5 separate regions of the Mus musculus genome follow, and all the other regions are linked to region 1. The links are chromatin contacts, called in public Hi-C, HiChIP or PLAC-seq and promoter capture Hi-C maps. All regions are on one chromosome and are shown on one strand. Each heading gives the region's core, a stretch centred on a gene start, on an enhancer-like site or on the middle of the called end of the contact. The rest is flanking DNA. Distances are from core to core; before and after follow the strand shown.

Region 1 (2,536 bases), core at 13-2,512:
TTCCAGGGCTACTTCTGCTCCAGCCGTCTGGTGTCCCCGGGAGGCATATCACTCTGTCAGGAACGGTTGGTCCAGCTCTTGGAGACCTCCTGTTCTCTAGTCTTTTCCTCCCCTGTGCTCTGCCTCTGTTCTCTCTCCTCCCCTGGTGGTGCCTACTTGAGACCCACAGCTCAGTTACTCAAACTCTACCTCTCTCTATTCCTCTCAGGAACTGGCTGTGGCTAGTTTTATTTAAACTCAGGTTTTAAGCTGGGGAGCAAAGTTCACATAGCATCACTTGGAGTATGTGAGGATCTGCTCATGGCGAAGGGTGGGGGGGGGGGGACACCAGATCTTGGGAGCCAGTATTTAGCATTAAATACAAGCAGCACCAGCACCCCTGAAGTCCCCCTGCTTTGAAAGGAAGGTCTATAAAGATCAAAGTCCATCTGCTATGTGATGCCATGGATAGGAATTGGTTTGAGTTTGAGATTCCTAAGGTTAACCTCTGGAGATTCTTATCTATAAAGTCTAGGGGAAAGGTCTGATTATTGAGAGATATCAAGGATCACTGAAACAATAGTGAGAATACTAATTGGGAGGAGAACGAACAATGTAAGAGCCACAAAGTTGGAGCTATCAGTTTGTCTGTTACTCCTTCATTTACTGACAATTCTATAGTCTAAACCTAAAGCCTCGTTTCTCACACGGAGAGAAAGCACAAACTTCGCCCTTGAGTCTTAGCTGAGTAGCAATAAAGATCTCATGCTTCTCTAGCCCTCCTTTGGAATAATGGCCGAAATGGGGAGCCTGTGGGGAGCCCAAGGAAGCCTGAGATCCCAAACTAGATCTGAGAGCATCCTCAATGAGCACTTTCCCTCCCTTCCCGCAACACTCGCATTGCTACAGCTCAGGGAAACCTAGGGATCTTATCCCCCTAGGGGCCCCTCGGAGGCACTTCCGGCCTCAGCTACTCATGTACCTCAAAGGAAGCTTCCCTTCAGACTCTGCACCTGATCTTTCCTTGCTTCAGCCCCTGTGCCTGCAAGAGAAAGCAGGAGCAGAAAGCTACAAGCATAGTGACACAGGAGATGCAGAGTGCTCAAGGTGCGTATACATACAGAGAAACAGACACACACATCACCGCCCCTACACACTCACACAAATATCAACATCCATCCCACACCCACACCCAGCATGCTGGCTCCGATCTTACTCTGTGAGGACGTAGGCCATAGAGCGATTTCTTCCACCTACGAGAAAAACCTGACTTTTCAAGGGAGCGATACACGACACCGGAATTCGATCCGTTACTTCCGGTGCGGTGGACCCTGGGAAATGTAGTCCTTGCGGCGGAACTCCGGGAAGCCCAGAGCTCAGAGGTTCAGGGCGATCCGAGCTTGCTACTGGGACCAGCCCACCTGGGAGCTGCGCCTGGTGGTGTCAGGGGTTTTTCCAAAAAGGCACAGCCTTTAAAAGCTCCCGTGTGGTGCTCAAAAGGTACTTCCGCTTCTGCGCGCCACTGATTTTTCTCTTCCCTGGAGCGGACTGACAAGCAGAACAGGAAGTAAGATCAGAATGGGATATAAGTGACTTGAGTCCCACTGAGTGGGATTCCACCTCGCTGTGACCTGGTAGGGACTATGGTAAATTTGGAAAGACTAAACTAAAGAATTGTTGGTGTTAAACGTGGATAGTTTACATCAGCGATTTCAGACAGCCAGGTGTTCTGGACCCTCCCTGAGTTCAGGGTCCCTGTTACCTAGATAGAAAACGGTGAGTGAGGAACACATCAGAAAGTTTCAACTGAGTCGTGTCCGTTAGACAGTAATTTACCTCACGTTGAAGGATGAAAACAAGGAGGATTTGAAAACAAGTCAGACTCAACCGAGTATCAACTACAGAAAATATGTTAAAGTTCAGTACTCTAGAAGATTACGAGTGACCGTAATGAAGACTCAGGTTGATTTGATAATCGAGACAGACTGGGGACACAACATTGCCAGTGTAAATAAAGAGGCCAAGTCATCAAGTATAATAAACATGGCTGCGCGTGGTAAGACATGCCTTTTATCCCAGCAAAGGGGAGGCACAGCTCACTGCATGTGTGTGAGACTGAAGCCAGCTACAAGTATAGAGTGAAACCCTCCCTAAAAACTAAAATAAACTAAAAGTACTAATAGCGCAGCTTCAGGCACGAAGCAGGGGGAAAGCCTGGTAAGTAATAAGGTAGTAATAAGAATGACAGCCAGAAAATGGCCTAGTTGGCCGTCATTGGGAAGAGAGACCCCTTGGTCTTGCAAAGTTTATATGCCCCAGTACAGGGGAACGCCAGGGCCAAGAAGTGGGAGTGAGTGGGTAGGGGAGCAGGGCAGGGGGGAGGGTATAGGGAACTTTCAGGATAGCATTTGAAATGTAAATAAAGAAAATATCTAATAAATAAGAAAAGAAGCAGGGGGTGGGGGTGGGGGGAGATCAAATTGTGAGGGCTGGAGGGATGGCTCAGTGGTTAACAGCACTGACTGCTCTTCTGAAGGTCCTGAGTTCAAATCCCAGC
Region 2 (2,536 bases), core at 26-2,525, 430 kb before region 1:
GGTGAAGCTGGGACCCTGGGATACCATAGAATACCATATAATATCCCACACCATGGAAATATGTGAAACGTGTACCCACAGAGGAGGGAAAGCTATAAGGCTGGGTGGCTCCTTGTGGGTAATGCTGAATACAGATGTGTTAGTGGAGAGATGGAGACACCAGGGCGATTTGAGGGTAATCTAAGGGGAGATGGAAACAGGAAGTACAAGAATAACTGGTATGAAGAGATTTAGGGGAAATGGGGGTTTCATGAAGGAGATGTGTGGGTGACTAAGACAATGATGACAGAGAGACCGGCTCATCAGTGCTTGCAATCCCCACACTCAGGAGGCTGAGCAATTGGATCTAAAATTCAAGGCCAGCCTGAGTTGCACTGGTGACTGAATGCTAATCTCCCGCACAGGTACCCAGTGCTAACAAAGATGGAAGAGTGACCAGCGGAGCACTGGGGACAGCAGGGGCGTGTCTGAGCTGACATACTTTGAGGTTACAAGGAGACCCTGTCACATAAAAAGAGAAAACTGAGCATATAAGGCCAATCAGGGCTTAAGGGGAATGAAAATGAATAAAAAGGACAATGTTTGTGCTGAAGAGATGGTGCAGCAGTTAAAAGCACTTGTTGCTCTTCCAAAGGACCTGAACTAGAAAACCCAGCATTCACATGGGATGGCTCACAACCATTCGTAACTACAAATCCAGGGAATTAGACATCTTCTGATCTCCTCGGGTAAATGCAGTCACAGATACTCAATTAATTGTAAACAAACAAAAAAACAAAAATTACTTCTTAAAGGAGGGGGCGATGTGAGAGAGGTCATGGCGTCAGAAGGGGAGGGGTGGTGACGATTTAAGTGGGGTATGATTTAAGAGAAGGGATGAGGGCACCTAAGTGGGCCAAGGACGATATAGAAGAGATGCATTATAGACGAGAGGGTGACACAGGGAGGGCAGCCAAGGTGTCGCGCACCAGATCGCACAGTACCTGCACGTCAGAGTCTTCTACTCCAGAACCTAGCCCCGCCTTCCCGCCCACCTGTGCGCAGGCGCAGTCGCGCTAGACTGCGGGCAGGGTGGGGGCTAGACTTGATCCTTTCTGATTGGCGGCGTTCTTCGCGACCGAGGCTCTGTGTTGTCATGTGATGGTCGCCGCCCCACACTCTCTTGCTGGTTGGAGGCTAGGAGGGCTAGAGCGGCTGGTGGAAGGTGCAGTCTGGCTTCCGGTATCAAGGGCAGGACTTCCGGGGCGGGCGGCCCAGGCCGAGGGAGGAGTGTCTGACAGTTGGCGCGACCCGGAGGGCGGGCGGGCGCCTCGTGGGGGTGCGGGCCCCAGAGTGCCAGGTGAGGTGCGGGACTGGGACGGAGGAGGTTAGGGATGGAGATACGGGGTGGCCGGGGGTCTGGACTTCCCGCGCAGCCCATACTGTACGATCAGATAAATGATTTCTCTTTCTGAGCCTCAGTTTCCTCTTCTGTACAATGGGGGCCCAGAAGCTGACCGTAGAACCCGTGTAATGGGACGTCAGGTCGTGCACACCCGTTCTGCTCTCAGAGCTCTCCATGTTACTCTTCCATCCTCGTTAGCACTGATGATGGGTACCCGCGCGGGAGCTGCCCGAGCTAGCAGGCCAGCGGGTTTGGGTTCTAATCCCAGCTTCCCTTTGCAAGAACTGGGCCTGTGTCATTACCTTTCTGAGCCCAAGTTTTCTCTGTTTAGTGAAAACCGATAATCTCAGGCTCCTATGTTCGTCGTGTGGATCCTGATGAATGTCTTTGGCATACCAACAGCTCGGTGGATCGGGATTGTAGCTGAGAGTTCTAACAACATAGAGGAGGGAAGCCCAAAGGAAGCAAAACAACAGTCAAGAAGATTGTTTGCCTCTTTCCTGAGTCCTGAAATAGCGATTTAAAATAATGACTAATGCATGTTCCTCAATTTAAAAGGGGGCATTTTGCATTGTTATCCTAGCCAGGAGAAGGGAACCTTAACTTGAAATACAATAGAAATAGAACATTCCTCTTCATTTGTGGGCAGTAAATGAAAGATACTTGAAAAGTTGTTTTGTTTGTGTGTTTGTTTGTTTATTTACTTATTTATTATTTTTGAAGCTGGGTCTCTGTTTGTAGCTCTTTCTGTCGTGGAACTCACTACATAGACCAGGTTGGCTTTGAACTCACAGATAAACTGCCTGCCTCTGCCCCTCTACCCAGTGCTGGGATTAAAAGCCTCTGCTATCATGCCAGGGTGGCTAAATAGTCTTATATACTTGGTTTCCACCTCACATCTGCATGCAACTTACATTAGGTCTACAACTGTCCCAGTCTGTCACTAGTTTAGTTCAGATTTAATGAATACCTGTCAGACGTAGTTGTAGGAACTTTGAGTTTGCTGTTTTAACCCCTCTAATATATATATTTTTTAATTTTAAATGACATGTTTTATTACACTGTATGTAAAACCAGAGGATAGCTTGGCCTGGTGGCCTTTACCTACTTAGCCTACTTATCTCTCTGCCCCTCCCCACCTGCCGCCCCCCC
Region 3 (2,536 bases), core at 17-2,516, 330 kb after region 1:
GAGCCAGGTAATGAACTGAGTATGGGGAAAGAAAGGGGGGGTTCACAGTAGAAATCTGGGGGCCAACAGTCAAGGGTTATGTCTCTCACCAAAAATATAGACGATGCTGACAGTCCCACCAGCTCCGAGCAAACCGGCGATCCAGAGCGCAATTTTTTTGGCATAGCTGGGACCCTCGGAGCCTGGCTGGTGCTGTGGCCCCTGGGCCTTGGAGCCCCCACGGTTGGCAATTTCAGTGACCTGAGTGGAGGGGGATGGAGGAGAGGTCACACAGAGAGAAATAACAGAATACTTAAATTTGTCCAAGCAGCCTCAAGATCAAGAACCAGGAAGTGGACATCCAGAGCAGAAAACTGTGTCCCTGAAGGGGTGAGTTCAGAGGCTGCTCCCCTCAGACAGTCACAACTAAACTGTCTAGAGAATCACAGGGGTTCAAGAGCTGAAAGGGCAAATTGCTCAAGGTCTTGGAAGCAATAGCACTGCAGGGTCTGGAGCCAGGAAGAGTAGGGCAAGGAGAATAAGGGATGGGTGTGTGTGTGTGTGTGTGTGTGTGCGCGCGCGCGCTAGCACAGAGATGTCAAAACTAAAGGGACAGAGGGCACCCAAGGGACAGAACGAACAGTTAAGATATCCGGATACCCAGAGCCCAAGATGGAGGGGTTTGGAAGGGAAGGAAGCAAGAGCGAGGAGAGGCAATCTCCTGTCTGGGACTTTGGGAACGGAAAGTCATGGACTTGGAGGTCAGAATGGCTAGGCTGGAACGGACGGCAGGCTGGATCCTTCCTGTTCCTCTCGCTCAAGGAGGCGATTGAAATGTCACTGGGACAGACCCTGGGTCCCTAGCGCCCTGGGCCCCACCCCCGTCAAGTATCACCTGAATGGTCACCGAGATCAGAACAGGTGACCTCTCCCGGCACCCACGTGGTTGAGACCTGGGCTCCAGGGGATGCACTCCGGGCCTCCATAATCCAGCCCCGGGGGAGCAACTGTGGTCCACACAGGAAGCATGGAAACATCGAAAACGCGGGCTCCGTCCCATTCAGCACCCTGAGGTGCGGTCTCCCAGACCCGCCGGGGTTGCCACCAGACGCCCAAAACTTTAGAGAGAAGCCCCATATCGGGGCGCGCGTCCCGGCGCCGCTCACCTGCTCGGGAGTGCGGGGAGGTGGCGGCGCTAGCCGCGTGCACAGCCCCCGCGCGCCTACCCGGAGCCCGCTCCGCAAGCGCGAGAACAGAGCCGCCGAGGCCGCCATCTTGCGCTGACGCCACGCGGCCCCGCCCACTCGCTCCCTCTCTCCCGCCCAGGCGAGGACTACGACCAATGGGATCGCTGAGGTAGTGCGTGTGGACAGGAACCCGAGAGGGACAAAAAGAACTGGGCGGAGTACCTTTGGTGCGCTCCTAGTCGGTCTTTCCTCTGGCTGAGCGCGAAATTGGAATACTGTCATCTGGCACCACGCCCCCTGGGGCCCTAAGGACCGCCACCATCCAGTCGCTCGGACTTTGCCTTTCACCTCCCATCGTTAGAAATGGACAGAGGCCCAAAAAGTGAGCTGACCCAGCATCCCTCAGTTTTTCTCACGTGGACCAGGAGGCTGAACCAGTCTTCTTTCCCGTCTCCAGATCTCTTTTTACCCCTAACGCCGTGAGTTTGTAGAAAGGACTGGAGTATCTTTCCTTTGCCCAACCACTCATTTGGATCTACCACTCATCTGGATTCAACCAAAGGAACGTTCCGTGCTGACTTGTTTAGGCTTTAGAGTGATTAAGAAAGCAGTGAATTAGGGGTGCGGGAGCCACCATGAGTCTTGCCCAAGTTGTTTTCTATTTGTTTGTTTATTCATTCCTTTATTTGTTTAATCATTTATTATTCACTCGTTCATTCACTCATTTTAAATGTATGAGTGCACTGTCTGCAGGTACAATTGCATGCCAGAAGAGGGGATCATATCTCTTTATAGATTGAACTCAGACCCTCTGGAAGAACAGCCAGTACTCTTAACCGCTGAGCCATCTCTCCAGCCCCCACAAGTTGTTTTCAATGGGAAAAAAAAAGTCAGATTTTTACACTTAAACTTTAAAAATCCAAAGTACTGCAGGGCATTGGTGGCACATGCCTTTACTCCCAGCACTGGGGAGGCAGAGGCAGGCAGATTTCTGAGTTCGAGGCCAGCCTGGTCTACAGAGTGAGCTCCAGGACAGCCAGGGCTACACAGAGAAACCCTGTCTCCAAAAAAAGACACCCACCCACCCACCCAAAAAAATCCAAAGCACTAAGATAGTAAAACTACAAAGTTGGGCAAAGGAAAGCCACACAGAATTCAGAGCTGTTATTTCTGGAGTGGAATGAAATGGATTGGGGTGCTGCTTAAGTGTGCTCAGTCAGCCTCATGCCACAGGGCGTGGTCAGAAGACAACTTTCAAGAGTCGGCTCTCAGCTTCCACCGAGAGTCCAAGGAATCAAAGTTGAGTCATTTGAACTAGGCTGTTTTCCTCACATTAACTTGGGTGAAAATGCCCGTGGTCAAAACACTGC
Region 4 (2,536 bases), core at 12-2,511, 330 kb before region 1:
GTGCAGGTATATGTAGGAAGGGGTCAGATAACCACTTTGAGAGGCTGGTTCCACAGATGGAACTCACGTGGTGGCTACTGCTATGTTGCTGGCCCATAATGAACGAATTTCTTTCCTTTTCCCCCTCTTTTTTGAGTCAGGTGTAGCTCTGGCTGGCCCGGAAACCATAGAGTTCTGCTGCTTCTGCCTCCTAAGTGCAGGGATTGCAGGGGAGTGCCACCACAGCGCAGCCGCAGCCGCATTTTCTTGGTTGTCCTTATTGTACTGGTGGTCCTGGGCTGTCAGTGGGGACCCTTGTCACCTCCCCACTGGCTTTTCTGGAAATGGAAGGCAAGGGACAGAATGGCTAGGTTGCAGAGTTGCCTTTCCTCCAGGAAGTCCCCAGTCACACTTCAACCTAGAGCAAATGCCTCCTCTGACTTCTCCATGCTAGCCATGGCTCTCCTCCTGCGCTTCCCAGGATCAGCCACTTTGGGCTGTTACAGGTCTGTCTCTCCACTAGGCTGTGAACCTAGGAGATGTGGCTCTATCTAAATAATTCTTTCTCTCTCCTTTTCCCTCCCTTCTCCTTAATCTCCCACACCTACCTTTTCTTTGTAGTTCATGGCTGATCTGGAATTTCCTCGTTAGCACCAGATTAGCTTCAAACTTCTTTCCACTCTCCTGCCTCAGATGTCCGAGTGTGACTACAGGCAGGTGCTACCCCACTTGACTTCTGTTGTTGTTGTTTGTTTTTACATTGGCCCATCAACCCCCTCCCCCTGAACAGAAATTGAGCAATGGCTATTTGTTTATTACATAAAGAATCGATTCCAACGTATGTACTATTGTCCCGCACTATAGTACAATAGGTAATTTGAGGGGATTGTCCAAATCATAGAGTAATGAGAAACCAGTGTCTGAAGCCGGGCAGCTTGACTCCCAATCCTGTATTCTTATCCAACATGCCAAATGACTAGTGGGCTGAAAACCAGCTTTCCACAAAACTGATGTCTGCCCGCTCAGCCTTTTTCTTCTAGAAATCTCCGGGAGAACATGCAGTCGGGTGGGAGGGTAAGGACTGTGGGGACAAGGGAGAGGCGCCAGAACAACTAGACCCAGGCTGGTTTGAGGGTGAGCGAGGGGGAGTTTGGAGGGGTTTTTCTAGACCCATAGGGGGCAGCCGGAGACGGCAGCCAGAGATGTGGGGGCGGAGAAAGGGTGGGGACCGGCCCCGCGGGGGGCGATGCGGTAGCTGCAGCGGCGGCCGCAGGAGTTTCCCACAATGCAGCGCGGCGCGCTGTCCCCGGTGCTGATGCTCAGCGCTGCCCCGGAGCCTCCACCGCGCCCGCCTCCCGCCCTTTCCCCGCCGGGCCCCGGCTCAGCGCCTCGCCATGGCTCTGCTCGGTCGGGTCCTGCCCCAGAGCCGTCTGGGGGCCTGGCTGCGGCGCTCGACAGCAGCCTGCGGGCTGCCGTGGCGTTCAAGGCGGAGGGTCAGCGTTGCTACCGAGAGAAGAAGTTCCGAGAAGCCATTGGCAAGTACCACCGGGCACTGCTGCAGCTGAAGGCGGCTCAAGGGGCCCGCCCTGGCGGTCTGCCCACCCCCTCCCCGGGACCCACCACCAGCCCGGGGCCCGCCCGCCTCAGCGAGGAGCAGCGGCGCCTGGTGGAGAACACAGAGGTTGAATGTTACGACTCCCTCACTGGTACGGGGCCGTCGGGGGGCGCAGAGGACTCGGGTGAAACGGGTGGGTAGTGAGGGGGTAATCAGGAGGCTATAGAGCCTGTGGTGGCTGGAAGCTGAAGGAGTCAGGGCTGTGGTCTGGCGGGGAAGACTACAAAACTTGCTGAGGAAGAGAGTTGGGAGTAGATGAATAGGGCTTCTTGGATGGAGTAAGCAGGGGCTTGAATAATGAAACGGGCTCTGGACTTGGTCTTCTAAGCCCCACTTCCCTGACTCATTCTTTCCCCCGGTCTGCCACGCATGAGCCAAGGTTAGAAAGGCTTACCCTGCACCGGCTATTTCGTTCTTGGACCCTCCCTCTATAATTACTTGGGAAAACCTCCAGCTAATTGCTTCAGACTTGTCTGTCCTGCGCCCTCTAGCGGCGGCGCAGATAGCTCTTATACTAACAGGTTAGCTGATTAGTGTCTCCTGGTGGCCAGAGCAATCCCATATGCCCAGGGGAAGAGGTCAGGTTATTTGAGGTCATGTGAATCCTAGGGGATGCAGGCTGTGTCTGAGACTACAGGGTCTCTGCATCCCACAGCTTGCCTCCTGCAGTCGGAGCTGGTGAACTATGAGCGGGTGCGTGAGTACTGTCTCAAGGTGCTGGAGAAACAGCAGGGCAACTTCAAGGCCACCTATCGTGCCGGCATTGCCTTCTACCACTTGGGTGATTATGCACGTGCGCTGCGCTACCTACAGGAGGCCCGCAGCCGAGAGCCCACAGGTGAGTGGCAGGGCTGGGCTGGGCAGGGGGTTAGAACAGAGGAAACCTAGGCGGGAGGACCAGGGCAGAGCCAAGCCACCCCAGGGAAGTGCTGTTACCAGCTC
Region 5 (2,536 bases), core at 15-2,514, 290 kb before region 1:
CTCTCTGCCCAGCCTTTGGGCAATCTGCATTTATTGTCAGGGCAGAGAACAAATGGTAAGATTTTGTTTATAGAACTTGAAACACGAGAGTTTTTTTTAAAAAATCTAAGTATTACAATGTCATTTTCAGATAGAAACAAGAGGTGAGGGCAGAGAAATGACCATTTGAAAACCCCAAGGATAACCTTTCCACGGGGCACAAAACCATTCTGACCACAGTTCATCTCAAACTCAGGTGCTCCCGTGGGCTTAGTGGGATGGAGACTTCCGTGAGCTCCCGACTGCAGCAGCCGGTGCCTTTGTGGCCACAGCACTGTCTGTATAGTGGGTTTCAGATGCACGGTTTCCCCATAGATCTGGCTCTGTAGATGGCCTATTGGTCCAACCGAGGATGTGAAATCTGAGCGCTAAAGAGGGTTCTTCATCGGGTGTCCTGAGCAGACTAAGGGACAGCCACAATGCCGCTGTGTAACGGGACATGTTCAACAACTTCCTCAGCAGGACAGGCGCATACTGAAGATTTGATATGCCATCTTAGGCAAATGGGGGCTGGGAACAAGGTGTTTGAAGCTGGTGTATACTGTGGCTTCTGGTTGCTGTGAAGAAAAGTTCAGACTCCCATAAGCTGTCTTCCCGGCAAACCTGGAATTCTTCTTCTTTTTTTTTTAACTTGGAATTTTTATGATTCTGTTTACTTACCTTATGGTTCGTTGAGATCTGATATGAGATTTGGGTATGCGGGAATTGACTTGCTAAAAGGTCCTTTGTGTAACAATCACAAAAGCCCTCCTGCGAAGCTGTTAGCCGTTTAGTTCAGCTCACCAGAATGGATCCCTCTGCTTCTGGGAAGCCTAAATTCATTCTGCAGTGTCCCTCTTTCTTTGATCGTTCAGAAAAACCCAGAACACTGACAAAGTCCCACCAGAGCACAGCGAGGTGGAACCCTGCAGTGGGTCTCAGGCAAAGCGTATTCAATTACATCTCGATCCAATTTTACTTCCTAGCCTGCGTTTAAAACTTAGGCTCACCTGTCTTCTCCACAGGGGTGAAACCCAGTTACTCACAGAACCCGGAAGTACACACACACACAGAGAGAGAGAGAGAGAGAGAGAGAGAGAGAGAGAGAGAGAGAGAGAGAGAGAGAGAGAGAGAGAGAGAGAGAGAGAGAGAGAGAAGGGCACCATCCCTGGGAACTCCCACAAAGCACAGGGCGCAGCTGCCAGATGGGCTGGCCCAGGTTGCATGCTGGGATATCCCAGAACTATGAAGCATTATATTTCTTGTAGTTTGGGACAAGGGGACTACATTTCCCAGGCAGCATAGGGTCGGAAGTAGATAACTTCTGGTGTGCAGGCGGAGCTACCCCGGATGGTCAGGTGGGAATCAGAAGTCACTGGTTGGCCTCCACAGAGTAAGGCGGGAGACCGCAGGCGGGTGTGGGTGTGGCGAATGGGTGTTGATGTGTGGGCGTGTAGGAACTGTGGTGTGTGTACGTGTGTGTATGTGCGTGTGTGTCTGTCAGTGTCTAACTGTATACACACCTTGAGCTCTCTGCATAATCTGTGTCTCTTTGCTTGTCGCTGTCTGCTCCTGCTTTCTCTCAGGGACACAGGGACTAAAGCAGAGGACCAAGCTTCAGTAAGGGGAGGTCAGGTGCGGGGTCTGAAGGGAAGCTTTCCCCGAGGCTCAGACTTGAGCTTAGGGCTATAATTTAAGGACGGGGGTGTCGTCTAGGAGGGAGGGTACTTGTTGAGCTCCGTGACTGTCTCAGAGCTCTGCCGAATCTGAATATCGAGGGAAGAGAAGGAAAGTTCTCACTGAGGATGCTCTCAAATGTAGTCTGCGATCTCATGTATACTCGGGTTCCCTGCTTAGGCCATTATTCAAGAGGGAGGCTGGAGAATAATGAAAATATTATCGCTACCCATCTAAGATTCAAGAGTGAGTGCTCTTTTCGGTTTGAGAACTGAGGTTTTAGTTTTAGAATATAGAATTGTTAGGAAATGAAGCAGGAGCATGCAAATTTACAACTGCACTATTGTCCTTAGTGTCCCCTCCCGTTCCAGCTAGTATTCACATTATCATTTCAGTGACCCTTGATGTCTTCTGTCGACAATCCCATCTTTTTCCCAAGCTGTTTTCCATAGGGACCTACAGAGGTTAGCATTAGGGCTTTCAAACGCTGCTGTTCTACATCTGATTTCTATTTCCATGGCATCACAAGACAGGAAAAGAATGCAGTCGATAGATGGTCTGTTCGCTTGTGAGGATTTCGGGAGTGGGAAAGTGATAGCACTGAAGGACTTCATCTAACTTATATTTTTGTCACGAGTACACTTGCCATCTACTCTCTAAGACTTTACAAACTATTAATCCCAGTCACCATGTTTCATGACACATCTCCCAACTCTCTCGCTTATGGTATAGATCTACCTCCCACTCTCGACCCCGATGCTGCACATCCAGCCTCCGCCACTCAAACCCCAGTAACCGGCATCTTACTGTTCCTAGGAGAAAACAGCTTCAGATTCTACAT

Evidence for each region. Promoter capture Hi-C pulls out the DNA fragments that hold promoters and counts their contacts. A called contact is a pair of places that touch in the nucleus more often than the background predicts. HiChIP or PLAC-seq counts read pairs in DNA pulled down with a chosen protein or histone mark.
Region 2: a Hi-C map of cardiomyocytes shows a contact between it and region 1, with 3 times the contacts expected there. The contact joins the promoter of 2310022A10Rik here to the promoter of Zfp780b in region 1. A contact is called at or near these places in 3 of 39 promoter capture datasets (cranial neural crest, liver and pre-B cells) and 1 of 484 Hi-C or Micro-C datasets (cardiomyocytes).
Region 3: an H3K4me3 HiChIP or PLAC-seq map of the SCID.adh cell line shows a contact between it and region 1, with 16 read pairs. The contact joins the promoter of Timm50 here to the promoter of Zfp780b in region 1. A contact is called at or near these places in 4 of 39 promoter capture datasets (the 3T3-L1 cell line, hippocampal neurons, liver and 1 more), 1 of 15 datasets of contacts at CTCF or cohesin (the NIH/3T3 cell line), 1 of 484 Hi-C or Micro-C datasets (cardiomyocytes), 3 of 115 datasets of contacts at active chromatin or transcription factors (the 230-238 cell line, the SCID.adh cell line and bone marrow-derived macrophages) and 1 of 9 other capture datasets (pancreatic islet).
Region 4: a promoter capture Hi-C map of macrophages shows a contact between it and region 1, with 5 read pairs. The contact joins the promoter of Ttc9b here to the promoter of Zfp780b in region 1. A contact is called at or near these places in 3 of 39 promoter capture datasets (the HPC-7 cell line, cranial neural crest and macrophages), 2 of 484 Hi-C or Micro-C datasets (both in embryonic stem cells), 2 of 115 datasets of contacts at active chromatin or transcription factors (both in embryonic stem cells) and 2 of 9 other capture datasets (adipose tissue and pancreatic islet).
Region 5: an H3K4me3 HiChIP or PLAC-seq map of stem cell-derived neural progenitor cells shows a contact between it and region 1, with 6 times the contacts expected there. The contact joins the promoter of Zfp607b here to the promoter of Zfp780b in region 1. A contact is called at or near these places in 8 of 39 promoter capture datasets (the C10 cell line, cranial neural crest, embryonic stem cells and 4 more), 2 of 15 datasets of contacts at CTCF or cohesin (the NIH/3T3 cell line and pro-B cells), 5 of 484 Hi-C or Micro-C datasets (the G1E-ER4 cell line, embryonic fibroblasts, erythroblasts and 1 more), 14 of 115 datasets of contacts at active chromatin or transcription factors (DN3 thymocytes, the SCID.adh cell line, bone marrow-derived dendritic cells and 7 more) and 2 of 9 other capture datasets (adipose tissue and liver).

Annotation. Positions count from the first base shown.
Region 1 is chr7:27,977,895-27,980,430 of GRCm38.p6, forward strand. Zfp780b (zinc finger protein 780B) reads right to left here and starts at 1,263. Exons shown (of 6, transcript NM_001081021.1): 1 at 1,196-1,263.
Region 2 is chr7:27,552,015-27,554,550 of GRCm38.p6, forward strand. 2310022A10Rik (RIKEN cDNA 2310022A10 gene) reads left to right here and starts at 1,276. Exons shown (of 10, transcript NM_175107.5): 1 at 1,276-1,339. Pld3 (phospholipase D family, member 3) reads right to left here and starts at 1,204. Exons shown (of 14, transcript NM_011116.2): 1 at 984-1,204.
Region 3 is chr7:28,310,780-28,313,315 of GRCm38.p6, forward strand. It overlaps Timm50 (translocase of inner mitochondrial membrane 50), which reads right to left and starts at 1,267. Exons shown (of 11, transcript NM_025616.3): 1 at 1,146-1,267; 2 at 90-240. The coding sequence starts at 1,253. It overlaps Gm51445 (a long non-coding RNA gene), which reads left to right. Exons shown (of 3, transcript XR_003946618.1): 2 at 311-369; 3 at 1,306-1,994.
Region 4 is chr7:27,652,663-27,655,198 of GRCm38.p6, forward strand. It overlaps Ttc9b (tetratricopeptide repeat domain 9B), which reads left to right and starts at 1,262. Exons shown (of 3, transcript NM_028417.1): 1 at 1,262-1,685; 2 at 2,250-2,432. The coding sequence starts at 1,265. It overlaps Gm38973 (a long non-coding RNA gene), which reads right to left and starts at 1,570. Exons shown (of 3, transcript XR_881908.3): 1 at 588-1,570.
Region 5 is chr7:27,688,076-27,690,611 of GRCm38.p6, forward strand. Zfp607b (zinc finger protein 607B) reads left to right here and starts at 1,265. Exons shown (of 6, transcript NM_001112731.1): 1 at 1,265-1,411.